2 separate regions of the Arachis hypogaea genome follow, and region 1 is linked to region 2. A link is a contact called in public Hi-C data. All regions are on one chromosome and are shown on one strand. Each heading gives the region's core, a stretch centred on a gene start, on an enhancer-like site or on the middle of the called end of the contact. The rest is flanking DNA. Distances are from core to core; before and after follow the strand shown.

Evidence for each region. A called contact is a pair of places that touch in the nucleus more often than the background predicts.
Region 1: a contact with region 2 is called in a Hi-C map of leaf, with 2.5 times the contacts expected there. The contact joins the enhancer-like site here to the promoter of LOC112737769 in region 2. A contact is called at or near these places in 2 of 8 Hi-C or Micro-C datasets (both in leaf).

What each region holds. Positions count from the first base shown.
Region 1 is chr13:25,521,811-25,528,457 of arahy.Tifrunner.gnm2.J5K5, forward strand. LOC112737771 reads right to left here. Exons shown (of 4, transcript XM_072211500.1): 2 at 6,299-6,647; 3 at 5,108-6,208; 4 at 4,588-5,008. The coding sequence ends at 4,979. Among protein-coding and RNA genes, the nearest start is that of LOC112737771, 5.7 kb to the right of the region's middle. Within about 2 kb of position 3,726, at least 2 of the 3 cell types and tissues checked have open chromatin away from gene starts, as enhancers often do.
Region 2 is chr13:25,442,232-25,448,323 of arahy.Tifrunner.gnm2.J5K5, forward strand. LOC112737769 (probable serine/threonine-protein kinase SIS8) reads right to left here and starts at 1,780. Exons shown (of 14, transcript XM_025787853.3): 1 at 1,227-1,780.

The DNA of each region.
Region 1 (6,647 bases), core at 2,476-4,975, 82 kb after region 2:
TTCTGTGGCATATAACTAGAATTAAACTTCACCCTCTAAGTGGAATTAATTGACCAAGGAATTGGCGATTGATGAGAGTTAGAGGAGACTAAAAAGGTCTAAGGAATTAAGGTTTAGTCACATATAGTTTGCCATGAATTAAATCTTGCATGATTAAAATAGTTAGTAAGAAAAGTCAATCAGGAAAATAGATAACTCTGAAGTCTTAACTGTTTCTTCTTATATCATTCACAACTTGTTTACTGCCTGCCTTCTGATATTCTGAATTTACTGTTTAATGCTTTTTGAACTCTCAAACACCACTTTCTGTTTGTCTAACTAAGTAAATCACTTAACGATTATTGCTTAGTCCATCAATTCTCGTGGGATCGACCCTCATTCACTTGAAGTACTACTTGGTACGACCCGGTGCACTTGTCGGTTAGTTTGTGGTTGTAAATTCCGCAACAGTATCCGTGAGCTTCTATTTTCGCTCATTAACATTTCTGGTTGGCCATTTGAAAGAAAAAAAAATCACAAACCATTGCAGCGATTTATATTTTGAGGCACTTAATCAGTTTAGTGAGGTGTCTGGACAACATAATGCTATGATGGATAACTCGAATCAACTATACCGACTAAATGGAATTGCTCATGTGGTAGAAAACATAAATGAAGAGATTAAAAATGTTAAATATTTTTCTATTACTGTCTTGACTATGATAAATGTCATGAGAGTGTGAATTTTTTATGCTAGAAAAGATCTATATAATTATGTTTGATTTTCAAGAGTATTAGAATTATTTTTTAAATTAAAAATTTTCAATAAACATATTTGTATTATTTTAAATAAACGTATTCGTATATTTTGAAATTAAAAATTTTAAATAAACATACTGTTGCTGATTTCTTACATATATAATTAGTAAATGTTAGATAAACGTATTGTTGCTAATTTCATACTTATATAGTTAGTGAATTTTGGATATTAATTTTATAGATGAGTTGATGTGTTGTTACTGTGAGGAGGTAGTAGAAAATGTCATTACACGATCACATCATCCCTTATCTTTAGGTTGCTGGGTTGTATCATGTTGCTAGTCTTCACGATTACTGGTTTAAGCTTGATGAGGCTCTTATTAGCGCATTTATAGAGCATTGGCATCCAGAGACTCATACCTTCCATATGCCTTTCGGAGAGTGCATAATTACATTACAGAATGTTGCCTACCAGTTTGGACTTCCTGTAGATGGTGAGTGGTTGTCTGTTAGAGTTTGAGTTGTACATGTCCGAAGGAAGACCAGCATGGATATGATTTTATGAGTTATTTGGTGAGCTTCCTCCTAATTAATATATTCACAAGCACACTATCTATCAAATTTGGTTCCAGCAATGATTTATGGTTCTCCTGTCGGATGTCAATGAAGATACTGTTAGGATTTATTCTTGAGCGTACATTATGGTGCTTTTGTCTACTTAGTTATTTGGAGATAAGTCTGGTGCTCGGGTACACATTCGCTGGTTGCCCTATGTTGCAAAGATGGATGAGTTGGGAAAATATAGTTGGGGCCCCGCCACGTTAACGTTGGCCATAAGCAATGTTCCACCGTACTTACCATACAAATGAGTTCCGTCAACGCTGACTAGAAGCTTACAATGTTTAAACGCCTCAACACACAGTGGAAAAGTCCAGAAAAGCCGATAAAAATAGACAGTATTATCGTCGACTCCATTCCTTTGCCTTACCGGCAAAGTCTTCAACACAGCTACAGTGCCTAGCAAGGACACCTGTACACTTTCAACCCATCTAGGAAGGTCGTTATATGACTCTTCCCAGTGACCGTATATTTGTGCAATTTCCTTCTGCTTGGCCATCCAAACCTTCCTATAACTCGGCATAAAATCGTAATTTGCCTCTGTCGCATTCTGCAACACAAAAACAAAAGCATCGGCTCTAATCATCGGAAAGATTGAAGCACAAATGACATGATAATCTAGCAGTCGGTGGTCACTCGATATCTCGGTCGCTAAACATGTATGAAGATCGTTGTATCATCTTACCTCCCAGTATCCCTTCTTTTGTCGGAAGGTCACCCAACTCAACCAGTTGCACCCATTGCCAAACTCCTTGCACTTGCCATGATACTTCATGTAATCTGACTCTAACACTTTATACTCAACCCCGTGACGGATACTATAGTTCTTCACACAAAGAACCACCTCTTCCTTGTTTTGAAATTGTTGGCCAACTTCAAACTCATTCGGTATAGGAGCCCGAGATGATTGAAGTTGCCTAGTCCTATAGCCCAAATCTGCAAATCCCTGTTAAGCCATAACATCAAGATTGAAGGTTGACAAGTTAGGAGAAAATCGTTGTGTGGCTGAACCCTCAAACGGAAGGCTGGTGAGTTGAACTGGAATAGCCCCCATGTCTTCGTCACTATCAACACCAATCGTAAGTGGCTCGGCATCATCATTGTCCTCGCCAAGAGCTTCTTCTCTTGGATCTGCCTCGCCAGCATCGATGGGTCCCCGAGCAACCCCAATAGGTGATGATATTGCAAGAGCAAGCTCACCAAACGTGTGATTATCTCCGATGTCGCACCCATGTTCCACTTGCGATTCAAATTTACAGCGAAAGTAGGAGAGGTCACAAAAATTGTAATGGCTAAACTGACGAGAGTAGAGCTAGACGCTCCGATTGTGCCCACAGAAAGAGGATTCAGAGCCAATCCTCTAAAACTTCTAACCACATCTTCAAGCTTTGCATACAACTCTGCCATACGGACCTCCGGAAAGTTTCGACGACAATGAAATATTACTTGCAAGTCATTATCGTTCTGTAATTCGAACGAATCGAACTTTACAAATCCTTGACCAACTGCAATTGGATTCCTATATAACAAATGACACACTCTTTTTTCCAACTGACCCAGTTTTTTGTAGAATATTATTCTGTAACTCTACTAATGTTGTGGATGGCCTTATAAATTATAACATATGGCTTCTTCTTATCGGTAAAGGTAACACCCTCCATAGTCTCTTCAATCTCCGTGTTACAATGTATGAGTGCTAGAAAACTATCATCACTATCACCCATCTTTTAACTCTACAACACTTGTATCTTGTCTCGGGCTATTTATGCAGCTGGGTTGTTCTCTATTACCCATAAATCGTTGACTTTCTTACTGTTTTAACCATATATAGCATAAATCGTTGGTTTGCAATATGTTCTGTGGTAGATGTACGTAAATCATGAACTTTCCTTTTGTTTTTGGTCTCGTACATATAAATCATGGGAATCTCTCATGTTTTACTCTTTCTTGACATAAAAACTAGGTTGATGCCATGATTTAGCTCAAAAGGAGAATTTAGCCACTGCACACTGTCAGTGCATGAATCGTGGTACTCATTTGAGTTTTATATAATTTTTTGAAAACCTATAACAGACCCGCGATTTATATAAAAATCAAAAGGACAAAAATGTTGTCTTTTTTTATTTAGGACAAATTGGTAGTTTTCACACTCAGTTAGTTTATTTAAGTAATTTATCCTTGAATCGATGATGTATTTTTTTAAATATTATTATTACATATTTATAGTATTTAGATGATTTTTTATTTTATTTTTCTTTCAAATTTTTTTGAATTTTATTTGTAGGTACCCAATTATCCAAACTAATCCAAACCAACCCGAATCAATTAAAATTTAATCAGTTCAGTTCTCATTCTCTCACAAATCCGAACCAACCCCATCCGTGAATACCCATAGGATACCCATAGGGGTCTCCTTCTCGGGCAGGTTATGATTGTTCGGGCCTGGTAGCTTTGCTGGCCCAAGGCCTAAACAATTTAATGTTATAAATTCACCTCTATAATTCTTCATAATTTTAAAAAGTATATGGAGCTTGAAGGTCTTATATATTCTTTCTCCACCAAAGAAAGCTCCTACAATCATATCTATCTTAAGTTTTTATTTTTCTTCTCATCTTTCATTCTTTCTTCACTCTACTCATCTGAGAAGAGACTCAAAAACAGTTTGTAATCTAGGCATTTCTAATCTATATCTTAGTCCACATCACATTCTTATAAATCATGGATAGTTCATACACATTACATAACATCTTTCATCAAGATCTTAGAAATTGCAGAGTTTTCTGACTGATTCTTTTCAATCGTCACTATAACTAATTCAGTAGTGATCTCTAATCCTAAGAAAACTTAAAAGAAAAGATATTTAAGTTCTTAGATTGATGTTTAATCCAATCTGAGTCACTCTTAGTCTTGAAAAGACTTGTGAAAGAATATCTAACGGTGTGTTTGCATTGCATTTTATTTTCTGTTTTAATTTTCAATATTTTATATTTTCAGAATGTTATGAAGAAAAAAGAAAAAATAAGAAGTAAAAGTAGAAAACAAAATTTTATTATTTTCCCTTTTTTCTTCACTAAATCCTGAAAATAGAAACATTGAAAATCAAAACGCAAACCAAACACACCATAAAATTCTTAAATTAGTGTTTGATCTAATGTAAGTCACTCTTAGTCTTAGTTTTGGAAAAGCTAATGAAAAGAATATCTAAAGTTCTTATATTGATAGTTGATCTAATTTGATCAATGCTTAGCCTGTCAAGGCTTAAGAAAGAATATTTATTTGTATACTCAAATAGTGAAACTCACGTTTTCTTAAGATTGCAACTCGTTCTAAAGAAAAAGTAAATTTCAGAAGAAAACTTTAGGACTGTTATATTACAAGAACATTACTTGAAGATGATATAATTTATACAGATTTTTTTTCATGAAACTTATGACATTTACAAGGTAAGGAAATTGCGATTTATTTCGCTGACTTGTATACCACCTCATGTATATTGAAGCAAAAGGGAGATCAACTTAGGACGGGAAAATAAAACAAAATAGAACAAATTACGTTACCAAATTATTCCACATCTTGGAAGTAAGACAAATGGTCAATTGCTCTTCTCCAGAGTCCAGACAATTCAAGCTTCAGGAATGGGGGGTAGAGGTTCCTGAAATTAAAAAAAAAAAAAGTTGTAGGATTATAAGCATGACTATACCACATTGATAAGTTAGAAATACAACATGAAGCACAGAATTCACTGAATTACCTCAGCCAGCCGCAACTGTCCGTGATGTACATTAGAAGATTTAACAATGATTTCCCACTTAGGATCAGCTAATGCTGTCTTGGAAGTTTGAGTTCGAGCATGAGTACTGGTGGCAACATTAGACCATGTGGGTAAATTCCTCGAGGAAACTGCAGGTAAAGTGCGTTTTAACCAAGATTCTGAAGGAGCTTTTGGCAAAGGAAGGGCAAGAGGAGTCTTTGCAGAGTTCGCATTTGATGTTTCTCTACATCCTAAACATGTAAGCAATTTTCTTTCTAAGCCCATCTTTCCATCACTTGCCATGTTTAAGCTTGCCAAAGTATTATTGTCATCCTGGCTAGAGCTTTGAGCACATTCTTGATCGACAGATTCGGTAGCCCCGTGGATCTTTAGATCAACTTCTGAATCGCCAGTCAACTTCAAATTCTTCTGTGACATGGGATTCACAGTTTGGTCCTTACAACTTCTCTTACTACCAGGAAATCGAGATTGTGATTCTGTTTGCTTGCTTCCAATGATTTTTTGACTTGAAGTCACAACCAACTCATGATCTAAGTTATTTTCTTTGTAGCCAGTTTTTGTCAACCCTTCCTTTTCCAAGTATGTGGTGTTGGAATTATTTTCAATTTCCACCTTCATATTATTACTAGAATTATCAGAACAAAGAAGGCGAGAGGAATCAAGAGACATTAAACTTTCAGGAGTTAATGTTGTCTTCTCATCTGCAATATCCACTGGTTTGCAATCTTCAAGTGAAGAATTTATAGTAGGATTTTTATCAATCACACTGTCTTTTCTTGAAGTCTTGAAATTATCCCTTCGTTGATTGACTTGATTTATTTGACCCTTAATTTCAGAAGAACATGAAGTTGAAGACTTAACCTTCCGTACAGAATCAACATATAGAGTTTTCTCAACAACAGGGCTTTCACAGATAGATTCGAATCGAGTTCTCTCAGCAGATGAAAATTCGCTGCAACCTCTTCGATGTGGATCAATAACATGATTAGATTTTTCAGGAATACCTGCAGAATCTTTCTCTTTTGTGAAGCCAGACTGAGTACCTGCTAAACTTTTTCCATAATTAGCAGTTCCAGTATGCTGCAGAAAGAAGTAAAAAAAAAAAAGGTGAATATAGATAAAGACGAAGTGAACTACCAAAACATAAAGTAGGTAGTGACCAATTAATACCCGTTTTGCGGTTGTTCTCTGAGATGCACCATGCATTCGATGGACTGGAGAATTCAGAATCCTATCCTCCATTCTTAATCCTGGCATTGGATTCAAAAGGCAGAAACGAGGAAATAGCCCACAAACTTTGGGTGCAAAGTTCTCAGCAATGTCATTATCATCGCTTTCATATTCGCTTTCTTCCCTACCAATATTTTGGGCATAATGTGGCATGACATTTTGCCATTTGGGGTTAAGGGGACGAGGCTTTTCTCCATTTACTACTTTCTTTACCAGTCTTGGCTGTTCTTTCATAACAACAGGTTTCTTAGAGGTGTATTGAACTTGAGATGTTTCAGAAGCCATTGCC
Region 2 (6,092 bases), core at 530-3,029:
TCTAGGTTAAAAAGTAGCACTTATCTTCAATACTAGGCTTCGATAGAATTATACTATGGTTATGGTTATATCAAATAGCATTCTTGTGGGTGACAAAAATGTAACATTTGATCCTTGCAGATCTTGTTTTGAACCCTGACAGTATCATTTTATGTATTAATCATGTAAAATTGAAACTCCAAGACACATGCATCTATATTGGAATTCCATACATTTTTTATTTAGATTATTTTGAAAACAAAATATAAAACTCCCGCGACAAAATTGGTAAAATGTGTGTTGCCTTTATTTGGTATATCAAGATTCTCTACCAAAGTTTCTCCATTCAGGTTTTTATTATATATAAGCTTCATTCAAGATTTTCAATTTCAATTTTCTTTCCAAACACAATTTCTACACACAATTTGGTAAAATGGCATAACAAAAGGGAAAGATTTTTCATATTAAATCCTCTCCTATTTATATTTCATCCTTCATTCATTAATGTATTTTTAATTTTCTATGATTTATTGATGCATTTCTAGGATTTAGTGTATGTTTGGATTAGCTTACTTTACATTCAAAAAGGCCTACAAAAAATATCTTATGGACATAACTTTTATATACTGCATGATTCTTTTGTAATCAAGCAATCTAAACAAAAAGTTAGGGAAAAGAATAACACCACCACTACCATGCATCTCGTGAGGGGAAAAATCATAAAAACTAATTACTCGGACATCAAAGGCGCAGCTAGCACCCAGGATTTGCAAGAACAGCAGAAAAATCAAGAAATATAAACAAAACTTCACAACCACGCAATGTCAAAATTCCATGTTCTACTAGTCATGTTTCAAAATTGACAGTAAGCAAGAGTGACAATTTCAAAGTGCATATATATATATATATATATAAGGCAAATAATATCTTCTTTTTTCCTCAATTGAAACTAAAGCAAGCTTAACCCCAACGCGGGCTCAACTTCATTCAATACAAAATCTAAATCACTAATAAGCATGCTTAAAAATAAAAACGGAATATAAAAAATTACAAAACCACATCAAGGATTATACGAAAAAAAAAAAAGCATCAATGATCAAACATCCAATGCAGAAAAGGAGGATAAAGAAATTATGAAGGTAACTGAATTAAAATTGCCGCCAACAGAATCGCTAAAATCCAAAAGGGGATAAATGATGATTATTACAAAGAAGAGAGAGAGAGAGAGAGAGAGAGAGAGGTTATACCGCCAGGCACGAGATCCAAGCATTCGGTTTGAAACGCAAAACGGGGTTTGTCCTTCAGTGGCATTCGATTTTCAGTGGCTAATCATTATTCTAACGACGACTTGCGGCCAAGGCATTAAACACGCGTGCGGACGCCCAAGTGAAGAGTGGTTATAGAAAACGACAGGAACAAGGTGTGATGTGATGCAAACAAGGAAACGTATAGAGAGAGAGAGAGAGAGAGAGAGAGAGAGAGAGAGAGAATTGTTTGTATGGGTTAATAACGGATTTGGAATTTTGGATTAATGGAAAGCGATGGGCTTTTGGTGGGTTTGGGAGAGAAGTCAGAGAACAGAGAAGTAAATAACTAATAAGATTGAGTCAAGAGAGAGCGAAAGGGGTGGTGGCCTGCTGGGGAGCTGACGGGTGGTGAGTCACGTGCTTGGGGTGATTGGAGTCTTGGAGATGTAAGAGGGAAGGGATCTCCCATGCCCATTGCCCAGCCAGCTAGCTCAATAGTCAATAGCCGCTGCTTCATTAGCGTGAAAATTGAAATACTGGTTATTAAATTCCACTTCGTAATCCGTGATCAAGTTATTGATTTATTGACTATTGACTCCACCACTGAATTATTAGCTAAACGGACAATAATTAAATAAATATATAAAATTATATAACTTTTAAAATTAAATAATAAAAATAAAACATTTCGATAGTAACTTAAAATTGAGAAAGAATATTTATTTAAATTGGTGTCTAAGAATTTTTTTTTTTTTTTTGAAAGAAAGAATTTAACATTTGAAGCGGAACATACAAAGACAAAGACAAAAAAAATAAAAGACGAACCAACTTTTATGTTATCTTTGGCATAACCATCAACAACATGAGTTAGTTACCACACCACTCTATAGCACATAAAAACGATTGAGTCGCACAATCTACAACGTCTGTTGTCTTGTTCTGGAATATTACATCATTCTTTCGTAGCCAAATGTTCTATATAATTGAGAAAAACCCAACTAACCAATACTTGCGCACCTCCTTTCTTATAGGCATGGATCTCCAACTCTCAAAGTGATCTTTCAAAGTGCCGGGAGCTGTCCACACCTGACCAAATTCCGTGATCCATGCATACTACACCTACCAAGAGTACTCATAAATAACAAACAGGTGCCGAACATTTTCAATTTTTTTGTTACACAACACACACATATTATCATTTTGTTATAGGATTCCCAACCTACTCAGTCGGTCCTTTGTATTGACCCGATCAACCAATGCAAACCAAGTGAACAACTTAACTCGAAGCGGAACTAAGCCTCTCCAAATTTCTTTTGTGAATCTGTAGCTGAGAATCTCCTCGTCCAAAGTCGCTTCCTGAAAAACCTGCACAAATGAGTTAGTAGTATAAACGTCTTCCTTGTCAAATTTTCACACCACTTTATCTTGCACTTCTGCTATCAGTCTAACAGATTGCACTTCTGTTTCCCATTGGCTGAGCTCCCGCCTCCACTGAAAATGTCAAACCCACTCTATCCCATCCCAAAACCCACAATCCCCAATTGATGATCCTTTTTTGCTTGAAATCAAGAAGAGTCTCGGATAAAAGTCTTTCAACTTTCCCACTAGGAGCCACGTATCCACCCAAAATCTGGTGGTCCTACCATCCCCTACCTCTATAGCAAGGCCATCAATCATCTTCTACTTTACTTGTTGCTCCTTTATTTGTAGTTGACATATGTCTCTCCATGGGCCACCTCTCTCTGGTAAAGTCTGAGTAAACAACAACTGATTTGGGTTCAAACTATTACAAGAACACACAATCTTCTTCTAAAGCGGACAGTCCGCCTTTGAGAACTACCACCACCATTTAAACAGTAAAGCAGTATTACAAACCACTACATCACCCACCCCCAGTCCTCCTAACTTCTTTGGTGCCTGGATCCTCTCCCACTTTACAAGAGCTATACTAGGTCGTCCGTCATCCTTCCCCTAGAAGAACCTCCTCTGCAAAGAGATGATTCTTCGTGCAACCGCATTTGTCATCTTATACAAGCTCAGGTAATAAGTTGGTAGGTTATTTATGACAGATTTAATGAGTACCAGCTTTTCAATCTTACTTAGGACCTTCGCTTTCTATAAGCTGAGCTTCTCTTCCACCTTATCTATCACCGGCTTCCAAGGTTTTACTAATCACGGATTCGCTCCTAGGCTAATACCAAGATACCTCACCAGTAGGGCTGCCTCCTGGCAACCAAGCATCTGACACATCCGACTAGTCCACTCCTGACTGCAATTCACTGGTATCAAGCTGGACGTCTCAAAGTTAATGCTCAATCCCGACATAATCGCGAAGCACCTCAGAAGTCTCTTATAATTTCTCATTGTCTCCTCCTTGGGCGGACAAAATAATATTGTGTCATCCGCAAATTATAAGTGTGATAACTCAATATCATCCCTACCGATTAAAAGTGGAGATATTCGACCATTCCTTACTGCCTCCCTGATCATTCTGTTGAGCACATCCACCACCAGAACAAACAAAAACAGCAATAATGGGTCGCCTTGACGAAGTCCCCTCTCCATTTTGAAAGCTTTTATTGGTGACCCATTAACCAGAATAGAGATAGATGCCGACCTAATACACTCCTTGACCCGTACCCTCCATGTACTACCGAATCCCATCTTCTCTAACACAGTATCGACAAAGCACCATTTAACTCTATCATAGGCTTTGTGGAAATCCAGTTTGATAATCGCTGATGCCTTTCTTTTCAGTTTTAACCAGTGCACAATTTCACATGCAATTAAAGCTCCATTGTGTATCTTTCTCCCCTTCACAAAGGCACTCTGGAATTCTCCAACTAAACCTGGCATGACACTCCTCATTCTTCGTGTCAGCAGTTTAGAAATAACTTTATAAATACATCCAACCATGCTGATAGGTCTGAGGTCTTTTATCTCTTTTGCCCCAACGAATTTCGGAGCCAACACTACCCATGTGACATTGGAGTTTGTTGGTAGTCTTGCAGTCGCAAAAAAGCTCATCACAGCTATAGTGAATTCCGATACAATCTCACTCCAACACTTTATAAAATTTATGTTGCATCTATCACTCCCTGGAGCCTTAGAAGATTTGCAGTCCCATACTGCCTCTTTCACTTCCTCTACTGATGGCATCACCTCTAGGGCTTCAGTTTCCTCCCTCTCCAAACGGTTGACTAATCCATCCGTAAAGCTCAAAGCTGGGGAGACTTCCTGGTGGTACAGACGTTTATAAAAGTATCGAATCGCCACCTTGATTCTCGCTTGATTCCTTACTAGTCTCCCATTAATAACCACTGACTCTATCCTGTTATTCTTTCTTCTTGCCGAAGCAATATTGTGAAAATACCTTGTATTCCTATCCATCTCATTAGCATGCCGAGCCCTAGACATTTTCTTCCAGTGAACATCCTGTCTGACATACCACTTCTCACAGCATCTCACTAATGCCCTTCTTCTTGCCTGTTGTACCATCATACACTCCACACTACTAACCATATCATCCACCTTCTTTATCTCTTCCTCAAATTTCCTTATCTTCTCAGCTATATCCCCAAAATGCTACTTATGCCATCTCCGTAGTGGTACTGATAGCGCTTTCATCTTGTCTAAGAATTGCACATCACCTGATTCCCCTCCACTCTTCCTTCACCATTCTTAGAAAGCCTTCATGTGTGAACCACGAGTCCAAGCTTCGAAAAGGTCTTGGGCCATCAAACTTTCTGCTATTTTTCATTATCAATGGATAGTGATCTGATAAGCCTCTTAGACCTCCCTTTAGTCGTGTCCCTGGATACATCTCAAGCCACCCTAAGGTAACAAGGCTTCTATCAATACGACTGCACGAATACCCCCTAAATTATGTATACTTTCGATCATTTAACGCCAGATCAACCAGCTTCATATCATTTATCCATGCTCTAAAATCCTCAGCAAACGCTGATAAGCTAGTCGCTTCTTTTCTTTCTTTCAAATGCATAATTTCATTAAAATCACCCAAATAACCGAACGGCACTGACGGAGGAAAAATGTCGGTAAAGATTTTCACAAAAATAATGCGTTACAAGTATAGTTTTAAACTGACAATAAAACCTCAGTCAATATTTAAATTGTTTGTCACTTAAGCAAACCCAATAAAATTAACCGAAGTATTCAACCTCGGGTCGTCTCTCAAGAAATTGCAGGGAAGTGTACTTACTATTGATTATGGGAAAACGTTTTTGGGGTTTTTGAATTAAGAGACAAGAAAGTAAAAATGGCAAGAAAATAAAGTAATAACTACGAAAGCTCTTAACAAGGAAAGAGGATTAGAAGTCCTATCCTTATTATCATTATCAATTGTGATGGTAAATGTGAATTGCCTTCACTTAGTTAACCTCTAACCAATGGAGGAAGGTCAAATGCATACAATCAACTTGAGTTCACAAGTCCTAGCCAACACATAGTGAGAGACTAGCTTTGGTGAAGTTCAAGCTAACCGGCAATCTTCAATCACCAATCAACAAAAGACTTTTGATAACTCAAGAGTCTCTAAATAATCAATCCAAGTCAAGAACGTAAAAAGTTAAATTAAAATCCACCCAAGCATTTTATCAAACAATTGGTAGGCACAAAATAAAAGTATGATAAAATTAACAAGGAATATTAAATCTAAACAACTAATTGCAAACATCAATGGCTAACAATTAAAGAGAGTAACAATAAACATAGAAAATATAAATTGTATTAACAGAAATCAAATGTAACAAGAGCTCATAAACATAAAAATGACAAAAAAAAAGAAAATTAACAAGAGAAGAAGATGAACTAAAGTGGTTAAACAAATAAAAGTAAGACAAAAAC